Regions from separate parts of the Macaca mulatta genome. Here region 2 is linked to region 1. A link is a contact called in public Hi-C data. All regions are on one chromosome and are shown on one strand. Each heading gives the region's core, a stretch centred on a gene start, on an enhancer-like site or on the middle of the called end of the contact. The rest is flanking DNA. Distances are from core to core; before and after follow the strand shown. Region 1 has its middle 410 kb from the start of CCNH. Region 2 has its middle 320 kb from the start of TMEM161B.

The links. Hi-C and Micro-C count contacts between places; a contact is called where the count stands out from the background.
Region 2: a Hi-C map of fetal cortical plate shows a contact between it and region 1, with 5 times the contacts expected there. The contact joins two enhancer-like sites. A contact is called at or near these places in 2 of 14 Hi-C or Micro-C datasets (fetal cortex germinal zone and fetal cortical plate).

What each region holds. Positions count from the first base shown.
Region 1 is chr6:94,198,581-94,202,601 of T2T-MMU8v2.0, reverse strand. No RefSeq gene overlaps it. Among named protein-coding and RNA genes, the nearest start is that of CCNH, 410 kb to the right of the region's middle. Within about 2 kb of position 2,566, at least 11 of the 40 cell types and tissues checked have an H3K27ac peak or open chromatin away from gene starts, as enhancers often do. A contact at or near this core is called in fetal cortex germinal zone and fetal cortical plate, where this site is marked.
Region 2 is chr6:94,368,628-94,372,769 of T2T-MMU8v2.0, reverse strand. No RefSeq gene overlaps it. Among named protein-coding and RNA genes, the nearest start is that of TMEM161B, 320 kb to the left of the region's middle. Within about 2 kb of position 1,884, at least 13 of the 40 cell types and tissues checked have an H3K27ac peak or open chromatin away from gene starts, as enhancers often do. A contact at or near this core is called in fetal cortex germinal zone and fetal cortical plate, where this site is marked.

The DNA of each region.
Region 1 (4,021 bases), core at 1,317-3,816:
ACAGTGTGACTATTTGGCCTACCTTGAATATTATTAGTTCAGTGAGGGTATTGAATAAAATTTTGATATTTTTGTTACTACTATGCTTTATTATTCCTGGGCAATCTAAAGAAGAATTAATATTGCAGGATTTTTTAAAAACATGGAAAACAGATAGTGTACTTTATAGACACTAAAAAATTCTATTATCGCAACTTAGTCAGTTATTTTACATTCTAGCTACTTGCCTAAGATACAAGGCAGTCTAAAATTGCCAACTGATGACTGATTTAAAAATTTTTCATACAGTAAGTGACTAGCTCTCAGGGTTCTTTTAAGAAACACAAATCAGTAAAGGAACTGAACCAATCAGTACAAAATTAACTGGTGATACCCAATTGAAAAAATCAAATCTAATGAAAATAAAATTAGCAACAGATTTTGTTGTTTATCTGTATCAGCTAGCATATACAAATGTTAAAGCTTTTCAACTGAATTGCGGAATTTATAAAAATGTATGCCCGACATCATATTTTAAAAAGAAACTATCATCCAACACATAACTTGGCAAGTTTTTGTTAGTTAACTGTTCTACTCAAATTAGATCTATTGATTAAAATATTTAAATACTTTATTTAAATCTGCATTCAAAGTATGACATTAGGAAGGTGTTGAAATAAAAATACAAAACAAAATTTATAAATTATAATATTTAATGCCAAATGTTTAAAAATGTTAAAAGAATGTAATGTCTAAATTTAAAGTCTAAGCTAACAAATTTAGGAGACCCCACAAATGGGAAATACCAATTAACAATTAGGTAACATTTTGAGTACTTTGAAAAATAATTTAATAATAAAATCTAAATTATAAATGCAATTTAAATCTTTGAAGAATTATGTAAAAAAAGTTGTACAATATGAAGAAACGAAATTTTGCCTAAAAAACAAAGTAATTTAGTATTGTTCTTATTTTCTGTTTATTATATTCAACTTAAAAATTGTATTTCTTGTGTATGTTTTGGAGAATCATTAGAGGTGGATTTTAACAAGAAAATAAGAACTTTTGCATTCATTCTTATGTTTTATATTTTTAGAGGAGAATTATTGTTAATGCTTTATTTTCAAGTGATTACTACTGTTTTTATCCAGTAAGTAGGAAAGAGTTCACCAAGATGAATTTTATAAGTATCTGTTTCTGTTTTGTATAAGCCTTGATTCCTATATTCTTGCAAGACAATTATGGTTTCTAGAGATTGTTTAAAAAGTCATTTTCAGTGGAAATCCTGCTGTTTCTACATATAATTCTTTCTCTTGAACTAGAAATTATTTATCCTTAATATTAAACTAATAACTTTAGTATCTGGCCCTTTTAACTATTATTGTTTTCAATAGAAACAACCCTAACTTACTTTTTCTTTCTTTCTTTCTTTTTTTTTTTTTTTTTTTTTTTTTGCCATGTAACTACCATTTCTGGCCAAAAAAAAAAAAAAAAAGAAAAAAAAAAGTTGTTTTTACACCTGAATCTTTTTTCTCTCTTTTTCATCCTTTCCTCCCTCTTTTTCTTTCTTTCTTCCTTCTTCTCCTTTCCTTCCTTTTCCTTTCTTTTTTGTCTTCTTTTATTTTTGGAGGATAACGTTATTGAATCAAGTAGCTGTTTAGAAGGTGGAGCGAATGTTACTACCTGTAGTCAACTGGCAAGAAAAATGAAAACCTTTATCACATGAGAAGTATTTAAAGTAAACAGATTTACTCAGAGGAAGGCCTGAAAAAACATGGAGTAGAAGTTACAGTCTGGCACATAAACTTAAATCTTGTTTGGGAATTTTTTGGTGGAGTGTCTTTCTAAAATGCAGTCTGCTGATTTATTTATTTATTTTTTTAAAAAGGCTGACAGTTAATTAGCACAGAGTCTTATTACAGAAGTCTCCTCTAAAGCAGACATATTCAAGTTATACTGAGGCGATTGTCATAAAGGGGTTGTTTGCTGTGGCGCTCACAGATGGCAGAAAAGACAGCCCAGGAACGCAAACAGCCTGATAATCAAGATAGCTTTAAAATATGGGTGAGTGTTCAACTCTGATGCTGGCAGCAGTCTCTTTTCAAATATCTTGGGTTTTATGTCCAAGTGGTTTACTTTAAAGCAACGTTGTCATCAAAGGGGTCCCAGAGTCAAGAATAATCATGATAATTACCCAGAATTGCACCCCCCCAATAATCATAATAATAATCCTGAATCTTAACCAAGTATAATACTGTTTGTGCAATACACTGCTACATTCAAAAAGATGAAGTGCTAGACAACTACGATTTATTCTTAACTGACAAAGTAGCTATAATTGTATGACTTTCTAGGATAATGGTTTAAACAAAAGTAAATAGTAAAAAAAAAAAAGGTCCCCCACCCCGCCCCCCCAAAAAAGATTGGAAAGCTTAGCTGTTTTTAGTACCCATTGATGAAAGCAGTGTTCTCTGATCCATGCTGCTATTGTTGGTTTTAGTTTAGCTCCCTCTCAATCAATATCTAACAGGGCATGATTTAATAAGGTTTTATAATCTCCAAAAATGGTTGGGGGAGGGTGGTTGTGGTATTGTCATTCATCAAAGGGGGCCTTTCAGGTTTCTTTGCTTTCACCTGCTGGGACCCATTTGGTCTCTTTCAAAGAGAATGCAATGACAAAATGAATGAGAAATGCTAGAATAAGAGTCCCTTATTCTACCCAATAGTATAATCAATGGGTACTTGTAATCCCTATTGTACCTCACAGAGGTAGTTGTAAGACAATTAAATCTTGCTTCTCAGGCAAATGATTTTGGTAGTTAACCTGAAACAGCCAACAATATTGAAGAGAATGAATGCATTTGAAGCAATGATGTAATGGGATACTGCTTGGCCAGAAAAGCAGGCATGTGTATTGATGTGCATATCTATATGTGTATGTTTATTTCAACACTCTATGTCCACAGTTTTCATGATTCATAGGTCCTTAGATATTATGTGGGTAAGTGGCAAGGATTTAAAAAAAATTCATAATCTGCCCTTTTAATTTATATTTTAAAAGAACACAAAAATATTCTTATTTTTGCAGCATTATATACTCTAAACTGTAGTTTCATAAACAGAAAACATTTACATAGTTAACATCAGTTTGATGTGACAACCAATTTAGTTTTAATTTCATTTGCATCAGCTAAATTCAATTTCTCTTTCCCTCCTTACTGAATTGCTTGAATGTCAAAAGGAAGCTTGTAGTCTTTCGAAGAGATACTCATTTCAGCCTGCATTATTTGTTCACCTTCAGTTGTGTGGACTTCCTATTTTATTTTAAGTATAGTCTATCAGGATTCTCATGGTTTATCCTTTATAAGAAGGAATACAAATGTGCCAAGTGACAAAATTGCATAGCGCACACAAATTCTAAAAGATTTGTGAAAAAAAGTATACATTTGTTAGGAAGTCTTCTACTTACTGATAAATATTAAATACAAAATAAATGGAGCAAAGAGATTGCTATGAGAAACAACATAAACATGCATTTTAGTTCAGAATAATTTAAAATTTTAATTAATAATTTAAAAATTAAAGGGCTCTGCCTTTAGTATAATTTAAATATACTTTTAATTTCTCGTGTCTCATTTATGTTGAAAATATCCATATTCCTTTGCCAAAATTCTCTAAGAAGCCTCAATTAGTTATTATTTATATTTAGTTCAAGCTTTATTCCTGAGGTACAAATTCTACATTTAATTACACACACAAACATGTAATAAACATACTTTTATCGCTGGAGGTACACATTTTCTTCTCCACCTAAGGGGGTTCTAATAAAAAGCTATCGATTTGGGAGATCTGTACTCCAAAAATGTATTGACCCAGACATACAGATATCACAGATGTGTGCTGTGCACAAAGTGCATATGTCTTTTCATTAAGTTATGCAGATATGTAGCTTCCTTATACATAAATAAAATTACTCTCCATTGATGCTTGTACACCTAATTCTCTCAATTATCCTTAAATATTGAAAAGCAACTTTCAGGGA
Region 2 (4,142 bases), core at 635-3,134, 170 kb before region 1:
GATCATTGAAAACTCTTCTTATCTATCCTCACCTTTTTTTTCTTTTTCATTCCTCTCACCTTAAGTCCTATAGAGATGTAAGCACCACAGCTACTAATAAAATAATTTGACTTTCAGTAAGAGTTGGGAACCTCCATCTGGTGTAAACATGTAGAGGGATGCTCTTGGTGCTAGTTAGCAGAAAATGTGGGAAGCAGGGACAAATTCCTCTTCATAAACAACCTGCCCTGTGATGAGCTTCTCATTCATTATAAGTTATGGTAGTTACAAGTCCCTCAAATTTAGGTATAATCTAAGAATAGATGATTTTGGCTCCTTGTTAACCACAACTCTTCTGTTGAGAAGCAGCCACTGGTGCAAATGTGCATTGTGCAAATAATTCTTCCTACACCGAATTTAACGAGATAACACAATCCCAGTTGGAGTCTTTGCACAGAATAAAGGTATATATTGAATGAATGCATGAAAGATGACCAAAGCATAGTTTGATTATGTCTAGGTGAACTGGTAAATGGTAGATGATATCAGGGATATGTTTTCTCTTCACATCTAAAAGATGTTGGTAGATGTTGTGGGTAAAGGTAAGTGGAGAGTAGCAATTCTTCAAGGGTGAAAGCGAGAATTCCCCTTGCTTACATGTATCATCTTTTTATTTTCCTACTCAACAACTATGTTAGTTAAGACAGGGGAAGGTAAGTTTGGGATAGCTTCTGTAAACCTTATATAATCTGAAAGACCGTAGTTTAGGGTGTGGTGCTCTCCTAGTTGAAAAGATGTTTTGTAAAACTTAATCATTAATTTTTATTTTTATGTTATTTCTTTTATTCTTGTGTCTATAGGCTAGGCAGTGCACCATGCTTTTCTGTGGAACAGATATCACCTCTCCATAAACAGAATCCTTTGGCTATCCCTCTTTGGTTAGCTATTTGATGAAAAGATTACAGAATCAGGCTGTATCTGAGACCTATTTTGTAGCCTACATATATTTACATAAATTCTTTAAAAAGTAAATAAAAAGAACCAAATGAATAAAATGGTGAAGACATGTGAGATCTAAAGCAGCTACTTATTTGAAGGGTAGAAAAAGACAGTCTTGTATCATTACAATTAAACTGAGTACACCGGTTCATTTACTATTTTTGGTGAATTTTAATTGAGTTGTGTCTCATTTTTATAAATGTTGTCAATCTTCATTTTCTCTGTCTCCCATGCACCAGCTTAAACACACACACATGCAGATCCACATACGGGCATGTTTTGGGAGAGTGCTGACTATGGATATACCCTGACACGAACTTACACACAGTGACACATAATGCTATAAACACTAAAACATCCAACCTTGATAGAACACCCATAAGAACAACAACAAAAAAGCCTTCTTTTTAATGCATTTATTTTATGGACACAAAAGCTCAGCTAGTAATCAGTTTTGATAACTTTAGATGTCTGTTTCCCTGATGTAATGACTAGACTGAGGCAATAACAATACTTCATTATGCTATTCAAAGTGTATGGCAGGATTCAGTCAGAGCTAGACTCAAAACCTGGCCCACAGCTGAAAGCAGAGATGATGCATTAATCCACAGCAACACCCTCTCCCCCACTGCTCCCCTCAGCATTCAGCCACTAATAATGGATATCATTTTTCTTCATAAAACTAGTGGTACTTGAATCAAGCACATGACAGTCAAGGTTTGTTGTCTTTCAAGCAGGTGATTACAGGATTGAACTTCCCAAATGAGAAGCCAGTGGAATACAAATAGTTAAGAACACGTTTAAAGGGGGAAAAATTGTCCAGCCCCATCTGTCAAACTGTGTGTATGACATCATCAGATATTCTGCACTTGTTTGCAGCTATTCAGGACGGCCCGCCCCGCAGTCTATGCTTTGTGTTCCAGTTTCCTTTACAGGGCCAGCGGGCTGGAAAATTACCACATGCTGTCACAGTTAGCTCAGCCAGGTCTTGTTATCATTGTTTCCAAGGAATCCATTCATTCTGTTATTTTACATATTGGGCAGACGTCCTGCCACTGAGGCTTGGGCTGCAGTAACTTGAAGGGCCAAACGTTAATGGGCCTCTATTGTTGGTAGAATGGCAGTGCAATACGTGGGAAAAAATACCCAGACAGCTCCCTGACACTGGTTTAGGACCTCTAGACTTAGGGGGTAGCCTGTGAAGATCTTTTATGTAAACAAGCCTTCAATAAACAATGAATATCTCCTGTGTCAATATTCATAACCCATCAATAAAAAAAATTATAACTCTTCAACTAGAAAGAAGCCCAAATGTATTATGGATGATGGAGCTTTTCCTTAAAATAATCTATAGAATGTGGACAAGTCTCCTTCTACACACTGCTAATTTATAGAGGGGGAGGGCAACATTGTTGAGGCTTTGAGGAAAGAAAAGCATTTGATTTGGGGCTAGCTGTATTCTCATTGCAGTGGATAATACGGTGTGTAAGTTTTGTGACTTCCACCACTACAGACTGAAATAAAGACAAGGGCCTAGGTGACACATTACATCTTCACCATGCTGGCAATTTAAAGAAAGTTAATGAAAACATTAGAAAAGTTGTCTAGATAAAGCTTAACTTTAGGATGGGTTATGTTATCTTGATTAATTAGAGCATAAATAAGAATGAAATTTAAAAACTCTAGTGATATCGATATAGGAAAATCCATTCTTTATGGAAGATATATAGTGAAGCTACAGTTTTTGTTTTTCTTTTAATGGAATACTTTCTCTTTCTTGTTTCAAGATAAATCTGATCTTTTGATTATACAGTGTGTTGGAAAGGGATCACAAAGTGTTATGGATCTTCTAATTTTTATTACTGGCCCCAGAAACTCTTCCACGTGACTTTCTTCACCTTGGACAACAGGCGACTTGATAACTAGACCTGGCTGCTCAAAATGGAACAGCATATGGTAGTTAGTTAAATCCATTGGCACTTAAAAAAACTGTAATTCAAGTTCTTATCATTTTAAACATTCTCATGATTAGTTCAGCTGTTACTTCAGCTAATTTATTTTATTGATTCTGCACAGAGCTCCAAATGGCCCTGTGGAAGTTTACATTAGAATAGTTCTTATCTCAAATCATTTGAAGAATTAGAGCATGGGGTTGAGCCCTTGGAGTGGAGGACTGAAAGAGAAGGAGATGGGAATAGTCTGGTTCTGACAAACACAATCTGTACCACATTTAAGATAAAATATAATGTATTAAAAAGTTGCTCTATCCCAAAGTCAGTTTTGTCACTTTGCCTTTTTTAGAAAACATATTTTAATTTCAACTAAGATCATTTTTGTGTCTGGCAGCTAATTTTAAATGGTTCCCCTTTTCAGCTGACATTAAGAGCCAATTGAGATAAATTTATTTTTCTGTAAGGTAATATATGTCAGGATGAGATTTCCTAAGCCAAGCCCTTCAGGCAATCATAATCATTTTGTAAACTGTTGATAATGTCATCTTTAAGAAAAAAGATTTCTTCAGTGTATAAAATGTTGCATTAAGATAAATATTAAAATGTGGCAGTCCATTCGAATATAATATTTTAGATAATCTTACAGAATTTTGAAATTGTTTTTTTTTTTAAAGTAAGTAACATCCTTTACAATCTATTGTGTTTTTTTTTTTTTTTTTTTTTTTTTTAAAACATTTCTTTCTGCTCTCAACTTGATTCTTTTGCCAGGCTTCTGCAAGAAACAAGTTTTGATAAAGAAGTCTACTTTGACTTCAAAGTTATAATAGGTACATTACTTATGATACCCCAAAGTAACATCCTTATTCCCACATTGAAAGAGAGCTTTTGGTTTAACCCAAAATTATTTTATAAAGTAGATTATTGAATGATATATCATCACATTTAAGAAGTGTAACAGTTTTTTAGTAAACACTAAAGAACTGTTCCCTTAACTTATGCAACTCCCTACATTTATTGCCACAAAATATATGTCAAGCTGTATTGTTTAGCAATAAATTCAAAGCAAAACAAAGTTATGCTTTCAAATTCTTTAGCGACCTCACATTAATAGTAACTTTCCCATGAAAGCAATTTATGGAAACAAATATTATTAATAGTGGCTCTCCTTATACAAAAATCTAAATGACTATAGCTATCTAGGCCTGTACTAAA